3 separate regions of the Mus musculus genome follow, and all the other regions are linked to region 3. The links are chromatin contacts, called in public HiChIP or PLAC-seq and promoter capture Hi-C maps. All regions are on one chromosome and are shown on one strand. Each heading gives the region's core, a stretch centred on a gene start, on an enhancer-like site or on the middle of the called end of the contact. The rest is flanking DNA. Distances are from core to core; before and after follow the strand shown. Region 1 overlaps Phlpp1 (PH domain and leucine rich repeat protein phosphatase 1). Region 2 overlaps Cdh20 (cadherin 20). Region 3 holds the start of Tnfrsf11a (tumor necrosis factor receptor superfamily, member 11a, NFKB activator).

Region 1 (3,388 bases), core at 732-3,231, 610 kb after region 3:
TAATATTGTAATTGTGTATTTCTTTGTGGGGAAAGCTTTTTTTTGTCTTGAAAATGGTAGACATTTGTAGAATATGGCGACTAACTCCTAGGAGTTGCTTTACTCTGTCAGGTGACTTAAGTCACTGGGAGTCACTAATTTTCTCTGAGAGAACAGTTGATTGAGAAATTTCTATTGTAAATATCTCAGTGTTACATAGTGAAGCTTAAAGTGTTTGTAGTCTTGCATAAGGACACAGCCTAAATAACTGACCCCTTACTCGCTCTGAAGAGCCTCCCTGCCCCACCCCTACGTAGCTCATCTTCAGTGTGGGCCATGTGCAGCGTGTTTCTGTGCAGATAATGTGGCCCTGTTCTCGGGAACCCAGAACCTTTTACAGACATTTTTTAATTGTGTTCCTTCCTGCTGCCACAATCAGCATGACTGTATAGAGTCCCTTATACCATCTACACATCCAGAGTTATATGGAAGCAGAATGCCCAAATGGACATGTCGTAATTTTTGTTATAATAAATATGAAATTTACAAGTACTGAATCTATCTGCTTTTGTCTCAGCATCCAGGTGTGTCTCACAGCCAAACCAGTTTAGGATTAGAAGGAATAGATGGGGGTGAGATTAACCAACATTATGGTTTGGGGTTTGTTTCCTTAATAGTCAAGTTCAGCTGCAGTGAATGAGGTAGTAGAATCGACCTTCTGGTCAACCGCACACACAGCTGTTGTTACCCTTTTCTTTTTATGATTATGCAAGGTAGTCCTCACTGGAAGAGAGGACTGGATGGGGACTGCATAGAGGAGAGCCCTGCAGAGAACCTGCAGACCTCCTACAGAACCAAGATGGGTTTCAGCTCTTCCAGGAGATCACGTGAACAGGTCCATGCACCTTCCATTGTAACTGTCAATTAAGAGCTGTATGTGGAAGGCAGGTGGCATCCCTGTTGTCTCCCTTCAGGTGTGCCCTCAGTAGTACTTGGCCAGCCCAGACTAATGGCCGAGCCCACAGAAGAAGAGGTAGCTCACTCCAGCACAGCACTGGACCCAGTAGCTGAAGAAACTGTGTTTCCCAAGTGTGGAAGAGGCCTTGTGCCTTCAACTGGAAGTCGAGTCATCCCAGGGGATGATCCTGCCTGACTCTCTAGCCCTTCCCTCCCTTACTGTGCATCATACCATGTGGGGCATAGGTCACATAGAAACCACACAACTTCCTAGTGCTCCCCAGTGCCTTATTTCCTGTCCAGCTTCCAAGTCATCAGTGCTTAAATCCCAACTCTGGGTAGAGTTCATCTTTGTGGAGGAGGCCTAGAGCACACAGTGTGACTCTTTCAGAGGGGTCAGAACCTGTGGAGGCTGGTGAACAGAGTCAGTACTTGTAGACTCCATGACAGCATCTGAGGCGGCTACACAGCAGAACCAGCAGACGTGGGAGAGAGCAGCAGGTTAGATGCTGTGTTTGTGCATCCACAGTCCTCTGGCATTTACATCTCTGTCCGTTCTGTCATTGAGACATTGTGCACATCACACGCGTGGAACTGTGGAGAGAGAAGTTCTTTTGGGGGACTTGGCAGTACATAGTACTGTAGAGGAGAAACTTTTATGTTGCATCCATGTGAAGGGACTAAAGAGGCACAGACATACTGGGAAGTCTCCATGCTCTTATGTAGGAGCCTCCGCAGTTATTTCCTAAGGTGAATTTATTCACTTCTGTTTACCAAGATACACTCTAATAGTGTATGTGAAGGTGCTTATAAATCTGAAGTGGATTTTGAGCTTTAAGTATTTTATTAATACTTGAAGACCCCTAAAGCCATGATGTCTGCACAGGAGAAAGGGTTGCCCTGAGGCTGATGACCTTGCTGGGGCCAGGACACCAGTTCCTGTCAGATCAGCCACCTACTAGCAGATACAGGCAGCCTCCAGGCTTCCTGCCCTTACCCATCAGGCCAATCTCTGGCCAGGGCCAGACTAGTGTGGCTGCTTTCTTTTGATTGCTTTTGTTATAGCACCACCTACTGGTGAGTAGTTTGGGGGCCAGGCCACCGACTCCATTTGGACTGAAGAAACTGTTTAGCAGTTTTCTTCATGGAATAGAAAGTAATCCTCACCACTAATTAAGTGTGGCAGAGATGCTGCATTAAATCCTAGCGTCTGTTGTACCTTGTACCAGTCTCTGCTTTACAATGTGGTATCATTGGTGACTACTTGGTTCCTATAATAGGAAATTTAAATAACATGCGACCAGAATTATAATCGATCCAGCATTTGTCTACCCTTGCCTTCCCTGGGGTTAGAAAACAAGGGAAAACAGAGAGCATTAATGGTATGCATGCAGTCTTACAGAGTAGATATGTGATGTCACTACTGGCTGTAACTAAGGGAGGGGGGAAAAAAGAAAAAAAAGCCCCATTGGCGTAATGTTGACTCTCATCAAAGGGTCTTGAGTCCTTCCCTGGTGCTAAGCAGAATAATCGCTGAAAAGTGGGGTTATATTATCTGTAACTGCCTCCCGAGTGACAGATCGGAAACTCACTAACGCCTTCCATGTAAGTTGTCACTATTCCAGCACAGAACTAGGCTGCTCAGAAATCCGGGAGCACGGCACAAATGCTTCAAGTGGCGAGTGGAAGAGAAGACTCACTTCTCTTGTGGGGGAGCAGACTCACTGTCGCTGGGGGAGCTCCCAATATCTGTCATTAAATACTACTAGTTTCTCTCTTTCAGTTCATCTCCGAAATTCCCATGTTGTGCAAATGACTCTAGGCCAACTGCTTTCGTCATTGTCATTGATCTGGCCTGTGCTGATATGGATCCCCATGTCTGATATATATGTGTTTGAAAATGTAAATGGCTCTAAAGCATCTGTGATAGCTTTGATTTGTTTTTTCTTATCCTAACCCCTACCTGCTATATCAATTGGATCAAAGTTCACACTAAACCTTGCTCAGGTAAAGGAAGGTAAGAGCCCTTCCAGGACCTCCATCTGATTTGCATGTTCACTCATCCTTAATCAACAATCCATGGCCATCTCAAAACCAGCACAGGACCTGAGGGGCCTGGCTGGGGTATGATCTTGAGACGCTTTGAGGGTCTAAGCCAGCGCCGTGTTGATACTAGATATACATAAATGTCTGAAAGCAGAATGCTCTCCCCTCAAAATGCCCCTCTTCCCTTCTTGAAGACATTGAACACATCAGGAAGAAATGGGCAAATGGCCCTTAAGCCCTGTTTTTTACTGTTCTGTTTCCTGGCCTCAATGTACATATAAATAATATGTATTGCATTTGTTGGCCTTTGGTTCATTTTGCTCAAAGAACACAAACAGAATGCTTCAAGAAAGGTCTCCCTCCTGCTTAAGCTGGAGCCTCACTTATTCTGATTCTCTAAGGACAG
Region 2 (3,585 bases), core at 279-2,778, 790 kb before region 3:
ACCACCAGCACCACCTCCTTCTCCACCACAACTGCCCTTGAATACACTGGCCTTTATTTTGCAGTGCTGTCAAGCTGTCACTGTTCACCAGCTGTAACAAAGCACACCAGGAAAAAAAATCAATAGCAGTTCTATAGCTGAACCCTCAACACACTTCCTGGAAAAATGTTTTCAGTTACAAAGATAAATAGTTCAATGGGATTATCTCTATATCTCCTTTAAACCCCAGTGAACACACCTACTCCCCCCAAAACACACACACACACATTTGTTGGGATAAAATTTTATCCAAACCTTCAAGGGCACAGCTAACAATGTGCCACTTCTTTGGTAACAGACTGAACTATATAAAATGTCACTGCTCAGTCCTTCCCTCCCATGAAAACCGCTGGCTTCAGAAAATTACAAATACCTCTCTAACTAAAAGTCTTTTTGAGGAATCTGGGGTTACTGGACCTAAAGTCATTCACTTATGCTTTTAAAAGTATTTCTGTTCTTTTTTTTCTTTCTTTCTTTTCTTTTTTTTTTTTTTTTTTTTTAGAATTCATAAAGTGTATCTTAAACTCTTTCTAGATCTACCCACATCCTCAAGTTTGTGTCCTTTTTCAAATAAATAAATAAATAAATACTCCAATTTGAGCACCCAGTACTCCTGAGTATGGAGCTATCCAAGGAAAAAGAGGTTGCCCTACCAAGAGCCAAGCCCTTGAAGAGAACTCCAGAAACTATTAACTGTCCATAGCTCCTTGGTTAGGTTTAGAGTCTGATAAGCTCCTTCCCACAATGCTCTTAGTTTTTGAAGGAGGCATAAAAGACAGATTTCTGTAGCTCATACTTAGCGTAAATATCTGCATTCATTATTTGTGGATGTATGGTTGTATCTATAGTAGAATCCTATTACAATGCTAAAGCAAAAAAGCAGAATCTCACCTAATGAGATTTTTAGATTATAGCAAATGTATATGAAACTCATTACTGTATAAGAGTGCATGATCTGATCCATAGCATAGCTTCTACAGCAGGCCGCTGTGCTTTGTGTCGTCTTAGTGGAATTTCATAACGGTTCATTGTGTGTCTACACACAATTTTAAAGCAGCAAGTTTCTATGAGACTATGTAGTTTCTTAGGAGTCTAAGAAATATAACGCCTTCTTTACCCCAAGAGCTCTTAAATATAACAAATCACAGCGAGGATCAGGCAGACCTGAACTAAACTCACTAACGTTTGAATTACCAAAGCTGACCTGGGTGCCACTCTGAGCCCTTCTTTGCCCCCTTGCTTAATAAACTGTTTCTTGAGACTGACACATCTCGTCCTTTGTGTTCCCGTCAGTGTTGGTGCTGCTCATCCTGTCCATGAGGCGACATCGCAAACAACCCTACATCATCGACGACGATGAGAACATCCACGAGAACATTGTGCGCTACGACGACGAGGGGGGCGGCGAAGAGGACACAGAGGCCTTCGACATCGCAGCCATGTGGAACCCGCGCGAGGCGCAGGCAGGCGCCGCCCCCAAGACGCGCCAGGACATGCTCCCCGAGATCGAGAGCCTGTCCCGCTACGTGCCTCAGACCTGCGCGGTCAGCAGCACGGTCCACAGCTACGTGCTGGCCAAGCTCTACGAGGCCGACATGGACCTGTGGGCCCCGCCCTTCGACTCCCTGCAGACCTACATGTTTGAAGGGGACGGCTCTGTGGCCGGCTCGCTCAGCTCCCTGCAGTCAGCCACCTCGGACTCAGAGCAGAGCTTTGATTTCCTCACGGACTGGGGACCCCGCTTCCGAAAACTGGCAGAACTCTACGGGGCGTCCGAGGGGCCCGCGCCCTTGTGGTGACAGAAGCCCGGAGGCAAAGGGGCACCCAAATCCAGACGTTCTCAAAGGCTGCTTCTCATGCCCGAGGCGCGGCCACCCCAGGAGCAATATTGTGCTGGACAGTGAGGATGGGAGTGAGTGGACCCAGCAGAGCTCTCTCTGGATCAGCTTTACTTGGTTAGACTAAGCTAAATAATCAGAAGGAAACCCAGGAGAAGAGGGCAGAATCTCCAATTACCATTTTAATTTCTTTTTTTGACACTGTATTCACAGGTTTGAATTATTAAAGCTTGGCTCTTTTTGTTTGTTTCTTTATTCCTTTGTTTTTTCCTATTCACCAAGGCTTTTGTCACTTTACCACCAAGAAAAGGTGCCAGTGTTAACTACACAGATAGTAGGTGAGGGCGGGAGTGGAGGCAGGGAGCAAGTCCTACTCTAGTTTTTCTGCATCGTCAGATCTGCAGAAACCAACACACACACACACACACACACACACACACACACACACACACACACACCACTGAAAAATTATTCCTCAGTGAAATCATCTTACTTGTTCTAAGGTGGGTGGTACATTATTTAACTCTTTTGAGACAAGGTTTAGACTTTCCCGGCCTTGCATGGGGAATGGTTGGGGAGGGTGGGAGAAGGAAGAGACATTGACATTGACGTGTGCTCTCATGTAAGAGCTGAACAGAGAGTTCGCATTGTAGCTGATCCAGCATCAACACGTTAGTGTGCGGTGTTCTCCTGACAGCTTTTTATGCCTTCGTAAAAGCCAGAAGGAAAGCAGAAAAGCTGCCTCGTGCACTGTAGATGTCTCTTCTGAGTGCCAAATGTGGAGATCAGATGCAACAAAAGAAAGCCAAATAAGAAGTATCTGATAAAAGCATGGGTTAGAGGGCTTTCCTAATCTGTGTAAAGTCAATCCAAGGGATGTTTACATACTGTAGATAACCTACTTGAACAAAATCAGTATTATAGAGAAGAAATGGATGTAAGAGTATTACCTGTAAAAGTTTTGTATATTTGTTAATAATTTTGTTAATAAATATGATGTGCTACATCTCAGTAACTTAGCACTTCTTTTAATAAAAGCTAAATAGAAGGAAAGGTGTATTTTGAGTTTGTTTCCTTATGGGCACACAGGGTTTTTTTTGTTTTTGTTTTTTTGTTTTGTTTTGTTTTTTAGATATTTTCTTCATTTACATTTCTGTTTTTCCCCCAAAGGGTATAAAATTTTCTTTTTTTCTTTTCTTTTTCAATTTTTATTAGATATTTTCTACATTTACATTTCAAATGTTATCCTGAAAGTCCCCTATACCGCCCCTACGCCCTGCTCCCCTACCCACTCACTCACTCCCACTTCTTGGCCCTGGCATTCCCCTGTACTGGGGCATATAAAGTTTGCAAGACCAAGGGCGCCCCTCTTCTTAATGATGGCCGACTAGGCCATCTTCTGCTACATATGCAGCTAGAGACATGAGCTCTGGGGGGTACTGGTTAGTTCATATTGTTGTTCCACCTATAGGGTTGCAGACCCCTTCAGCTCCTTGGGTGCTTTCTCTAGCTCCTCCATTGGGGGCCCTTTGTTCCATCCAATAGATGACTGTGAGCATCCACTTCTGTATTTGCCAGACACTGCCATAGCCTCAAAAGAGACAGCTATATCAGGGTCCTGTCAGCAAAATCTTCCTGGCATATGCAATAGTGTCTGGATTTGGTGGTTGTATATGGGATGGATCCCCAGGTGGGGCAGTCTCTGCAT
Region 3 (3,473 bases), core at 386-2,885:
TTGAGAAGGAGAAGTAATTAAGGAAGATACTCAGCATTGGCCTCAGGCCTACAACGTGCACATGAACACACACACACACACACACACACACACACACACACACGCAAACAAGGATATGTATGAAGCAGGCTAATGATGGGTGACAAAATGGAATCTTAGAAGTAATCCAAAGGACTGTTTTCCAGGAAAGGGTTTTGTAACCTGAAAATTTTCCCACTTTACTGTTTTAAAAATAATATCATTTTAAATCAAAGAGTTCTACTGTAGTATTTTATTTAACACAAAATTGTATTGCAATGCATGAAATAAAATACTGTTTCCAAAATTGTTTTAGAGAAACACAAAGGAAGTCAATAATAAAAGTGGACTAAAGATTCAACAAACAGAAAAAATCAGAAAGGTAATAGACTTCAATTCACCGTATGTGACGATCACTAAATGTGCACGCTCCAATAGGAAGGCAGGAACAGTCTAAAATGTATGCTGCCACTTTAAACAGTCTTGCATGGGAAAGAATCAGATATACTACTTACATAGCATTCATAAGAAAGGTGACATGGCTACACATAAATGTAAAGTAGACCAGAATGTGAAATTTTATGTTGATCAAGAAGGGCATGTTGTGATGATAAAAGGTCAATGTACCGAGAAGACATAAATCGCTATGTCTCAAGGGAGTTTCAAGGATGAGAAAAACTGACAGAATTCAAAGAAATAATAGACAAATCCAGTCTTCCTTGTTAGAAAACTCCATAGTTTCTCAGAATTAGACGGAAAAACCATTAACATGGAGGTCAGAAAGCTGGCAGAGACGGTTCTGGCACTCAAGGAATTGAAAACACTGTGTTTCTGTTGACTGGGAGACAAAGCTCTTCCTCTTACTGTTACTACACAGAGGCAAGGCTGTATGTACCATTGTGTAACCAACACTGACCTGAAATTTGGAAAAAGACAAACCCAGAAGCCAGTAATGAGAATCCCTTAACTAATACGACAGGATCGCTTATTCCTGACTTTAAACTAGTTCTGTATTAGAAGAGGTAAGGTAGGTGACCTAGCGGTTCGGGTGAAGGGCTTCGTTAAGCATGGTGGCAAGTTTCTACCTACCTGGAAAGCTTGCTATGAGTGTTACAGAGGGGGTGAAGGGCAGAGACAGGTGCGGTGACTCGGAGAACAGCCAAGAGGAAGCGGTTGTTGGAGGCGGCCAGAATGAGGGGAAGTATAGGGCTGGGTAAAGGAGGTTTGGGGGAGCCGTGGACACTACATTGTGTAGATTCTTTAGTTACAGTTAAGGAAACCCCAACAGGGGTGCACCTTGTGCAGGCAGGGTCCACAGTGGCGACAAGGCAGGGTCCACTGAAGGCGAAGGACAACCTTGGCAGGGCTATCTAGCGCCTGCACGCAGGTGCTGCACCCAGAGAGCTCAGAGCCTGGGGACACTCGGACAGGACTCCGCGCGGGTCTGAAGCACTCGTGGAATGCCAAAACCATCTCTGTCCCGCGTCACGGCAGCCCACGCTCGGGCACCCCCTGGCGGAGCTGGTCGGCGGCGCGGGGGCAGGTGCCGGGCGGAGCCGGGCGCACGGGGCGGGACGAGGCGGGCGGAGGGCGGCGGCGACCGCCGGTCCACAGAGGCCGCGCGCCCAGCCCGCCCGCACCGCGCCATGGCCCCGCGCGCCCGGCGGCGCCGCCAGCTGCCCGCGCCGCTGCTGGCGCTCTGCGTGCTGCTCGTTCCACTGCAGGTAAGGATCCGCACCGCTGTCGCCTGTGGTCCCCCAGGGTCGAGGTCCTCTGGCGCGCCCCAGCCTCACGAGCACCAGGTGAAACTCGGGGTATCCGGATGGAGACCCCAGCTGGTGCGTGGATCTAAGGGACGGCGACTGGGAGGGTGCTGCGGCTTGGAAAGCTGAGGTTTGCAGAAGCCGGAACCTGGGCCACGGGATCTGTGGAGCACGGAGCTTGGGTGCTACCTTGTTTCTCCGGGTGCACCTAGTAGGCTCTTCCCATCTGTAGCTAACGCGGACCTCTGCGACCCTCAGTAAGATTGTATGTACAGACCAGGTTAGTGATTCCTTCCTAAAACCTGCTACCCTTGGGGGCGTGCTTTCAATCCGCGTGGGTCCCTGGGAGTGCAGGGTCCCTGACTTGGTCTTCACACCCTTCCCTATTTTAGTTTTCTCTCCATCTGCCCCACTGCGAAGGCGGAGAAGTGTAGGAGAGATGTCCTGGATGAGAGTTGGAAGTTTCTTTGGCCAAGCTGACAAGCTTTCCTTTTCGTATGTTCCCTTTTCTCCCTCCGCCCCACAAACAGTTCATGGATCGGCAGGAGTTGCTTGTGCTTAGAAACCTTTGACCATGTTAGGATGAAATATGTCTTTGCAATGGCAGAAACTAGGGTAGTGATGTGCCTCGAGCTATTACTGATGCCAAGAACAAGCCTTGCAATCCCTGCCTCCACCTGGGATGGGTCTGGGCCCAATGGTGATGGACAGGATGTAACTAGAATGCATAGTACTTGGGGACCAGGGCTTTTCTGGCAGCTCTTCAGGCACCATCAGCAGCCTAGAGGAGGAGGCAAAAGTCAGTGTGGAGAATCTCCTCCCTGCAGCCTAAGTCCCTGCAGGAAGAGCTCCCAGATCCCTGAATCCCGCGTTAGGGTCCCTCTGGAGTCGCTAGTGCTTGATAAAGAGCTTGGATCCCAGTTGCTGGTCTGCTGGCAACTGAGGAGTCTCACTGCGGTTCCCGGGAGTGATTTCTTTACCACCGTGTTACTCAGTGTGGCAGCCACCCCAAGCACCAAGCCAAATGTTCACTTCTGTCCGGGTAGACTGAGCTGTTCAATGAAGGGAAGCCTGCTAAACATCATGTGCGCTTGGGGGTTCCTCTGCGGGAAGGGAAAATGTCAGCGAGGTTTCTTGGCTCAGCAGTTTTAGATTCTCCTTTCTCCTGTTAAAACAGTCTTTGGCTTCTGTGAATGTCACTGCCCTAGGTGACCTGGCTGTGTTTGAGGTAAGGAGAGAAGAGAAAGGCAGCTTAGCTGACACCAGGACAGAAATAGTGCAAATGTACTTAAAAATTGGAGCTGCACAGTAAAAAGACTCGCTCTACTTCATTGCCAGCAAATTGGGTCTCTTAGAGTGGGTGAGGGAGGGCAAGGCGCGAGGACCTAACAGAATCGACCATTTGAAGCACTTCAAATGTTGCTTGCTTAATGAAGTGATCAACAGGTCGGACAGGGAGCTACCTTTAAAAACAAAAACAAAAACAAAAACAAAAACTAAAAAACCGGGTCTCTATCAATAGCTAGCTGCCTCAGAAAACCTGCCTGACCACACAGTGAGAGGGAAAAACGTACCCACATTTGATTCTAATAACAGACTAGCATAGCGTTTGGAACTAGCTGGCAGTTCTCCTATTTTGTATGTATGTCTGTGTGCAGGCATGTGCTGGGTGTGTTCTTGGCTGTGCTGGGT

What was found. Promoter capture Hi-C pulls out the DNA fragments that hold promoters and counts their contacts. HiChIP or PLAC-seq counts read pairs in DNA pulled down with a chosen protein or histone mark.
Region 1: a contact with region 3 is called in an H3K4me3 HiChIP or PLAC-seq map of bone marrow-derived macrophages, with 5 times the contacts expected there. The contact joins the enhancer-like site here to the promoter of Tnfrsf11a in region 3. A contact is called at or near these places in 9 of 39 promoter capture datasets (the C10 cell line, the HPC-7 cell line, HPC-7-derived erythroid cells and 7 more), 1 of 15 datasets of contacts at CTCF or cohesin (large pre-B cells), 3 of 484 Hi-C or Micro-C datasets (LSK cells, granulocyte-monocyte progenitors and pre-pro-B cells), 4 of 115 datasets of contacts at active chromatin or transcription factors (bone marrow-derived macrophages, embryonic stem cells, pancreatic cancer cells and 1 more) and 1 of 9 other capture datasets (embryonic stem cells).
Region 2: a promoter capture Hi-C map of second pharyngeal arch cranial neural crest shows a contact between it and region 3. The contact joins the enhancer-like site here to the promoter of Tnfrsf11a in region 3. A contact is called at or near these places in 8 of 39 promoter capture datasets (embryonic stem cells, hippocampal neurons, liver and 4 more), 1 of 484 Hi-C or Micro-C datasets (cerebellum) and 1 of 9 other capture datasets (embryonic stem cells).

The regions. Positions count from the first base shown.
Region 1 is chr1:106,393,715-106,397,102 of GRCm38.p6, forward strand. It overlaps Phlpp1 (PH domain and leucine rich repeat protein phosphatase 1), which reads left to right. Exons shown (of 17, transcript NM_133821.3): 17 at 1-531. Among named protein-coding and RNA genes, the nearest start is that of Gm41928, 130 kb to the right of the region's middle. Within about 2 kb of position 1,982, at least 49 of the 459 cell types and tissues checked have an H3K27ac peak or open chromatin away from gene starts, as enhancers often do. A contact at or near this core is called in bone marrow-derived macrophages, pancreatic cancer cells and trophoblast stem cells, where this site is marked.
Region 2 is chr1:104,992,548-104,996,132 of GRCm38.p6, forward strand. It overlaps Cdh20 (cadherin 20), which reads left to right. Exons shown (of 12, transcript NM_011800.5): 12 at 1,333-2,934. The coding sequence ends at 1,838. Among named protein-coding and RNA genes, the nearest start is that of Gm29012, 120 kb to the right of the region's middle. Within about 2 kb of position 1,529, at least 56 of the 459 cell types and tissues checked have an H3K27ac peak or open chromatin away from gene starts, as enhancers often do. A contact at or near this core is called in second pharyngeal arch cranial neural crest, where this site is marked.
Region 3 is chr1:105,779,088-105,782,560 of GRCm38.p6, forward strand. It overlaps Tnfrsf11a (tumor necrosis factor receptor superfamily, member 11a, NFKB activator), which reads left to right and starts at 1,636. Exons shown (of 10, transcript NM_009399.3): 1 at 1,636-1,742. The coding sequence starts at 1,665.